2 separate regions of the Xenopus laevis genome follow, and region 2 is linked to region 1. The links are chromatin contacts, called in public Hi-C maps. All regions are on one chromosome and are shown on one strand. Each heading gives the region's core, a stretch centred on a gene start, on an enhancer-like site or on the middle of the called end of the contact. The rest is flanking DNA. Distances are from core to core; before and after follow the strand shown. Region 1 overlaps ssbp3.S (single-stranded DNA-binding protein 3). Region 2 has its middle 6.7 kb from the start of LOC121393315.

Region 1 (3,523 bases), core at 731-3,230:
GGCAAAAAATTCCATATTTTATATAAATGCAATGATCCAGGATTTAAAACTTGTCACATGGGGTCACCATCTTGGAAATTGTCTGACACCCACATGCTCAGTTGGCTCTGACCAGCTGTTGAGAAGCTAAGCTTAGGGGTCGTTGCAAATTATCAAGCAGAAAATTAGGTTTGTCTGTTATATTGCTGATGCTACAGTGCTGATTATTAAATTCTGATGCTAGGTGCACTGATTTCTGTGCTGCCATGTAGTAATTGTATGTATTAAATACTAATCATCCTTATATTGTGACATTTATATTCTTTGAACTCTATATTGTGAGTCAGTCCCTAAGCTCAGTTAATGACAGCAGCACAGAGCATGTGCTTTGAATCAGCAGAAAAGAAGATTGGGAACTACTGGGGCATCTTTGGAGGAACAGATCTTTACTGCTAAAGAGCTGTGGTTACTTTAGGCTTGTACAGAAGCTCAAAACATAATGTACAACATTTGTAGCCTACTTCTTTAGATAGGCTTTAATTCTCCTTTAAAATTATTTTATGTTTATCTTATCCCTTTACTAATTTGAGGTATTAGCAGTTTTAGACTGCTAATATCACAATTTTCGACCTGCAGCTTTCTTTCTATGTCTGTGATCCTAACTACGTATTAACTTTCTGTGCCCTTGTACAGTCTGTTAACCCTATACTTACCAAGATTACTCTTAGCATTTTCCAAACCCAGACTCATCAGACCATTTGTTGGTCAAATCATGACTCCAGAGAACCGATTTTCATTGTTCCAGTGCCAATGACCGCAATCTTTACCACTGAAACATCTTGCCTAGTTTATGGAAATGTTAGGCTTGTGTATGGCTGTTTACTCCTGTGAACATGCCCATACTGCCCAGAATAGTGATTGTCGTAAGGCTACATTCACGTGCGAGCAGTTTTTCAGCCTGCGTTTAAACATAGGCCTAGAATCAGCCGATCCTCTGGCCTATGATGACTCCTGTGTCTGCCTGGGTACAGACACAGAAGATTTTGGCATGGAAACACAGGAATATGCATTTTCACACTAAACTCTGCTCCATTTGTCTTCACCCAGCCTAATGCAGTGCCTTTTGTTGCAGACACAGGAGCTAAAATAGGCCAGTGGATCAACTGATTCTCGGCCTGTGTTTATCCACAGGAGAAATTGTAAATGGTACAGACCACTTATTTATAAAAAAAAAAATTAAGATTATTTCCTCTCTACGAACTATTGCTTTACAATGTTGAGATTAATACGATGGCTCAGATCAGCCCACCGACTATATCTTGTATACAACTTCAGGGAGCTTTTTGCTGCAGCTGAATTGTCACATATGAATGATCATGCATAGCTTTGGAATCTTAGAGGGCCAGGTATAGTGAGGACGGGCCCAAGTAGAATTGTAAGATTTCTCTTGTGAAATTCTTGCAGAGTTCAGTGCCCAGCCATCCCTGACTGATGGCTCTCAGGGCATAGAGACTGTTGAATGGAACAGATGCCTCTCACTCTGGACTCTCCCTGCAGGCCATCACAATAGAGGATGTCATAACAAAGGCAGATGGGAAGGGCTGTTAACCGATTCATGTCGTCACTTCACACCTGCCTTGTTTGTTTGCCTTTAGTAAACATCACTTGATGTATGTAGAATAGGTCAATGTTCTATTTAGGGTTGCTATGAAAAATACCCACATATTATACATGAAGGGGCACTGATTATAATTTTTGTTTGTTTGCATCCTCGCCAACCTTCTGCAACCAATGTGTGTCCCGACCAATACAGCAGTTTCAGGTGCAGGCAAAGAAGAAAGATCATGCTAGCTTTGGTGCTGATTCCGCCCTGTGCATTTCCGCAGGCCCCCGTTTGGAATTAGCCTTAGCCTTGTCTATGCAGTCATTGTTACAATGGCTAGCTGGCCACAGACACATGCCCTTTAATTGACTGTGCTGGTTTTATTTTTCCCAAGGATCCATTGCACAATCCTGGGGCAGCGCATTCACTGTATAGTAAATGTTACAGCTTTACAAACATGCATGCACTATCCCCAGCGCACAAGGGTTTTCTGGGGAAAATGAAACAAGATGGTTGTGATCAGGTGGAATTGCTTTGTTACACCCGGTTTATGTCCTCATGTCACCCATATCTGACTGCTTCAAAAAAATCCTTCTGTTAGGTTTACACTTGTGACTGGCATTGTGCCATTTGAGCAGCCCATGAAATAACTTTAAAAGGGGACATCGTAGATCCTTCCTTTTTCTGGAGAGGGAAGCTTATTTTTTTCTTTTCCCAATCGAGAAATATTCAGTATAATTTGCTATGGCTCCATGCTCTCTTTTCTATATCATTAATTGTTATATCACAAACGTACATTTCTGAAATCATAGATTTGAGGCATTCAACATTGCTGCTCAAGGTTTGTCCAAGTAACTGTTTTGGCTATTTTTCATTTGAGGTTACTTTTATCCATTATATGCACATTGTAATGGATAAATTAACTGAAAATATACACAATGCACATCACCCCATGCAGGTTGGAAAATATAAAGTGTTTAAAGTCCTGTTCACAAGGAGTTTAAATTTGTCATATAAACAAAGCAGATTGAAATTAAATGTAAATCTACTACTGTCACAGCAGTAGAAGAGGAAAAAATGTGAAAGACATTTGCAAATTGTGTCAGAATATGACAAATTCTGAAAAAGTTAATTCAGGACACTGGGCTAAGATGTACGAAATCAAAAGAAACCGATTCTTGATGGAAACAGTATTTAGCACCATGAAATGTGACTGATTTAGCAGACTAATCCAATCCCTTACACAAGGGAGCTTGGTCGCTTTTTAGAAAAGCCATACATTACCCAGTAGTAATGTCATGGTGCCCAAGCTTCACTGGCTCTCACATCTGCAGAAACAAATTAATTTGCAATCTCATTTTTACCCTAAAAGACAATTTTCAAATTAAAGATGCAGAATGGAATGGAGAGCCAACTAAATGGGAAGCTATACTGGAGAGCAAAGACATCCTTGATAAAGCAATTTCCACTATATATAAATTATCAACTATCTCTTTAGAGGAAGATACAGCGCTCAGGGAGTGGGAAAAGGATTTAAACATCAACATTTCCCCTTCAATGTGGAATAAGATTCAGGCCTCAGTTCATAAATCATCTAGAGTGGCAAGAGTGAGGGAAATGAATTATAAATTCGTAACAAGATGACATCTTACCCCAGTTAAGATGAAAAGGATGTTTCCAGAAAATTCAGATATTTGTTGATGTGGCAAAGATAAGGGGACTCGTGTCCATATATGGTACAAATGAAAGATTATTGGGGAAAGATTTTGAAAGTAATAACAGAAGTAACATCTATAAATGTTAGCGTGGTGGATGCTCCATTAATCCTGCTAAGCCTAGGTAGTGACAAAAATGAAATATTGCGGGATCCACTTACCTTGCACTTACTGAATGCAGCTAGGTCAGTAAGACATTGGAAAGGTTCGGCTCCTCCAAGGTTTA
Region 2 (3,178 bases), core at 564-3,063, 49 kb before region 1:
TGATTAACTGACCCCTGCAACCAGGGATTTAAATATCAAAATGAAAAGTAGTCCAGAACTGTGACATATGAAATAATAAATTGGTGATTTAGTCTTGTATTAGTCTATGTTCTGGTTGCAGGGTCTCTCAAGGGTTCTGCTGAGTCATTATGCCTTCATTTTATTTTCTTTTGATAAATTTCTGTTAATACTATGCCAGTATTTAGACATACTTATAAACAAAAAGGAATATACCCCAAATAACCAAACCTCCACCAGACAAAATAACAGGGATGGCATGCCTTGTGTTAGCTTTCAGCCATTACGTGCTGAATGCCCTGATTTGTATGGTTTGTCTCCCTGAAGGTTTAGCTCGCGTCTGGCATTTGTCCCAGATTTGGACTTATAGATTTTAACCTTATAAGCTAGCAGACAAGTCTTATGAAACTAGAAACTACTAGTTATTAACACATTCTTGCCCTTAATACTCCCACAGCAATGTAACATAAAACTGCCCTTATATTGAGATTAATATTGTTTATCTGTGCAACAATCTACAGGTTTCTGCACATGATATTAGCCACACCTTAACCTAGTTCTCTAAAATGACATTTTGAAAAGAGTAATGAGCAGGACCATCAACTCTAAAATAAAACAGCCTGGTCATTTCCCCTTTCAGCTATGGTTGTCACTTTTCTCAGGGGGTTTAGTACAAATAATGAATAGGCACAATAGGAATAAGAGGCACAATTAAGTCAGACTAGTTGTAGTTTTTTTATCCATTAGATACCTGGTTATGTGTATGTAGGGACCACATCGAAGGGCAATGAAACACTAAAAGATACATGGGCCCACAGGAAAGTAATTGTAACCCCCCCCCCCAAAGAAGTGGGTGAAATTTGTGAATGGGATGTTTACAAATAGATATAACTGTCAGTTGGTCTATACTTGGGGAGGCTAAAGGTGGCCATAGATGTGCAGATTAACCTGCAATATCGGACGAACGATTGGTCCCCATCTCCTGACCTGCCACTAACCTTCAGTTTAAATAAAGTAGTAAAAGAACAGATCAGCCAATGTTCTGCCCCTGACAGCAATCGTATGAAAGTTTATGTCCGACAAAGCTGGTCTCCCACTGAAAATCGACAGATCAGCAATCTATGCAGATATATTATCGGCAGCCAACAAAAATCTTCTAACCTGTCCGATCATGTCAGGACACTCCACACACGGTCCGAAAATCGAACCAATCGAGGATTCATACGATTGGAACTTTGCGTCAATGGCCAGCTTAAGCCTCCCTAAAATGTCATTACTCTTCACACATGGACCCCCCTGAACTTCAGAAATTAGACCTTTTATCATGAATCTGTCGGTGACCACACTCCCACCCACCAGTCATTTGATCTGCCGTGTCTATAGTAACTCCCCTGCTGTTTGACATCATCAGTGAGCAAGAAAAAAATCAGCAGAGGAGCAATATTTCATTGTTCAATAAATCTAAGTGATCAAACCTGACAGATCTTCCAAACAACTGATTAGCTTGTAATAAGCTAAATCTTTGTAAGGGCGCTTTAAACACTACAAAACACTCAGGCCTGTTTTAACTCTGCGCTTTTTTTGCTTGGTGTGGCAACAAAAGTGTTACTTGACCTCTCTCAGCCTTGTGAGTCTACATGTTCACAGCAAATACGAAGGATAAATACTTTAAAAGATGGCTCAAGCCCAGTTTAACTTTTGTCTCCGCTTCTGTAGGTAAAGACTCTACACACTCATAATGAGATCAATTAACACTTTCCTTGCCATGCTCAGGGACACTCTGAAAATAGCAGCAAATGCAAATAGAACCACCCATAGGCAGTCTTCACTTGCTCCTGCTTTCTGTCACCGGTTTGGTTTCAGTACCCAAGAATTCAAAGTAGTGTTTAGAGAACTGGGGATTAACTGGCTAAAACCAAACTGGCCTATTGAAACCTAGGCAAGCTGCTGCTCTAGGCATTCACTTCAGCTGATTCTACTTTCTCTGACACAAAAAATGAGAGTGAATATTTCCCTTGGCAAAACATATTTTAAAAAAAAGATACTTTTTGCGTGTTTTATGTGGAATTTTTTTTATCTTAAATTAATTAATTAAATTAAGCTGTGCAATTTAAAATTACTTATTTCTGTATGGCCTAAACTTGAGACATTTAAATCTGGAAAGCTTGTTTTATTAACATAAACAATAAACAGCAGCACCCTTAACTACGTCTAATAGGTGCAAGTCTCTACTACTCATGGGTTTTACTTTGTGAGCGCAAAACCCAATGTTACACCGAGGTGACTGCTCGCTAACCCAAGAATAACACGTTCTGGCCACACAATAGAGGAGGTTCACAGCAGGAAGTGTTGTTAGGGCTACACGTGGAGTATACACTGGAGGTGAGGGGGAGTAGGCGGGAGAGACATACAAGTCATATAATGTTACAAGCAGCAGGAGGGGTAGAGTCCTCCCCTCCTGGGAGCCTGATCTATGTCTCCTTCCTGATAATGGGGGAGCTCAAAGCGTCACTCAGACCCCTCCACCAATAGGCACGAAGCTCCAGCAGTTTCAAGCTCCCCTTTGTAGGCTGGAGCTGAGGAGTCGCTGAAACCTGCTGGAAGTGGATGATAAAGTAGCAGCTGGCGTCACAGTGAAAGTCAGTGAGCTTCTGGTCACCTATGTTCCTTGGGTGCTGCTGGGTGACTGTACAATACAAAGCAGTAGTAGTGGGTAGTTTACAGTCTTACAGCGCCTTTATATCTATAGAGAATAAAGAGCTGTAGAAAAGTAGAAGTTTTGTTTATGTCAGCTGGCCACAGTAAAGCATGTAATTAATAAATAGAAAAAAAAATTGAGCTATATATTGTGAACAGATTCACTAGCAGTAAATTTGTACATAAGTGAAGCTACTGTGCTATGGCAGCATCTATTTTTTAAAGGGTAAGTATACCCCTTTTAGGGTGGTGGCACACGTGGCTACTCAGGGAGATTAGTCGCCCAGCAACAAATCGTCTCGGGGGACCCTAAATGCCTTTTCCGCCGGATCGCTTCGACTTTCCGAAGTTGCCTCTTGAGGCAACTTCGGGTGACAGAAAAACCAAGCGATCCGAGTGCCGTCCCGCCGGCGATTCACATTCTAGCCGGCGGAGAGATTAGGTGCCTGAAGAAGAGGCAATT

Evidence for each region. A called contact is a pair of places that touch in the nucleus more often than the background predicts.
Region 2: a contact with region 1 is called in a Hi-C map of the XTC cell line, with 2.8 times the contacts expected there. The contact joins two enhancer-like sites. A contact is called at or near these places in 2 of 4 Hi-C or Micro-C datasets (the XL177 cell line and the XTC cell line).

What each region holds. Positions count from the first base shown.
Region 1 is chr4S:77,353,683-77,357,205 of Xenopus_laevis_v10.1, reverse strand. The region is part of intron 4 of ssbp3.S (single-stranded DNA-binding protein 3); the gene reads left to right. Among protein-coding and RNA genes, the nearest start is that of ssbp3.S, 18 kb to the left of the region's middle. Within about 2 kb of position 1,980, at least 1 of the 7 cell types and tissues checked has an H3K27ac peak or open chromatin away from gene starts, as enhancers often do.
Region 2 is chr4S:77,402,721-77,405,898 of Xenopus_laevis_v10.1, reverse strand. No RefSeq gene overlaps it. Among protein-coding and RNA genes, the nearest start is that of LOC121393315, 6.7 kb to the left of the region's middle. Within about 2 kb of position 1,813, at least 5 of the 7 cell types and tissues checked have an H3K27ac peak or open chromatin away from gene starts, as enhancers often do.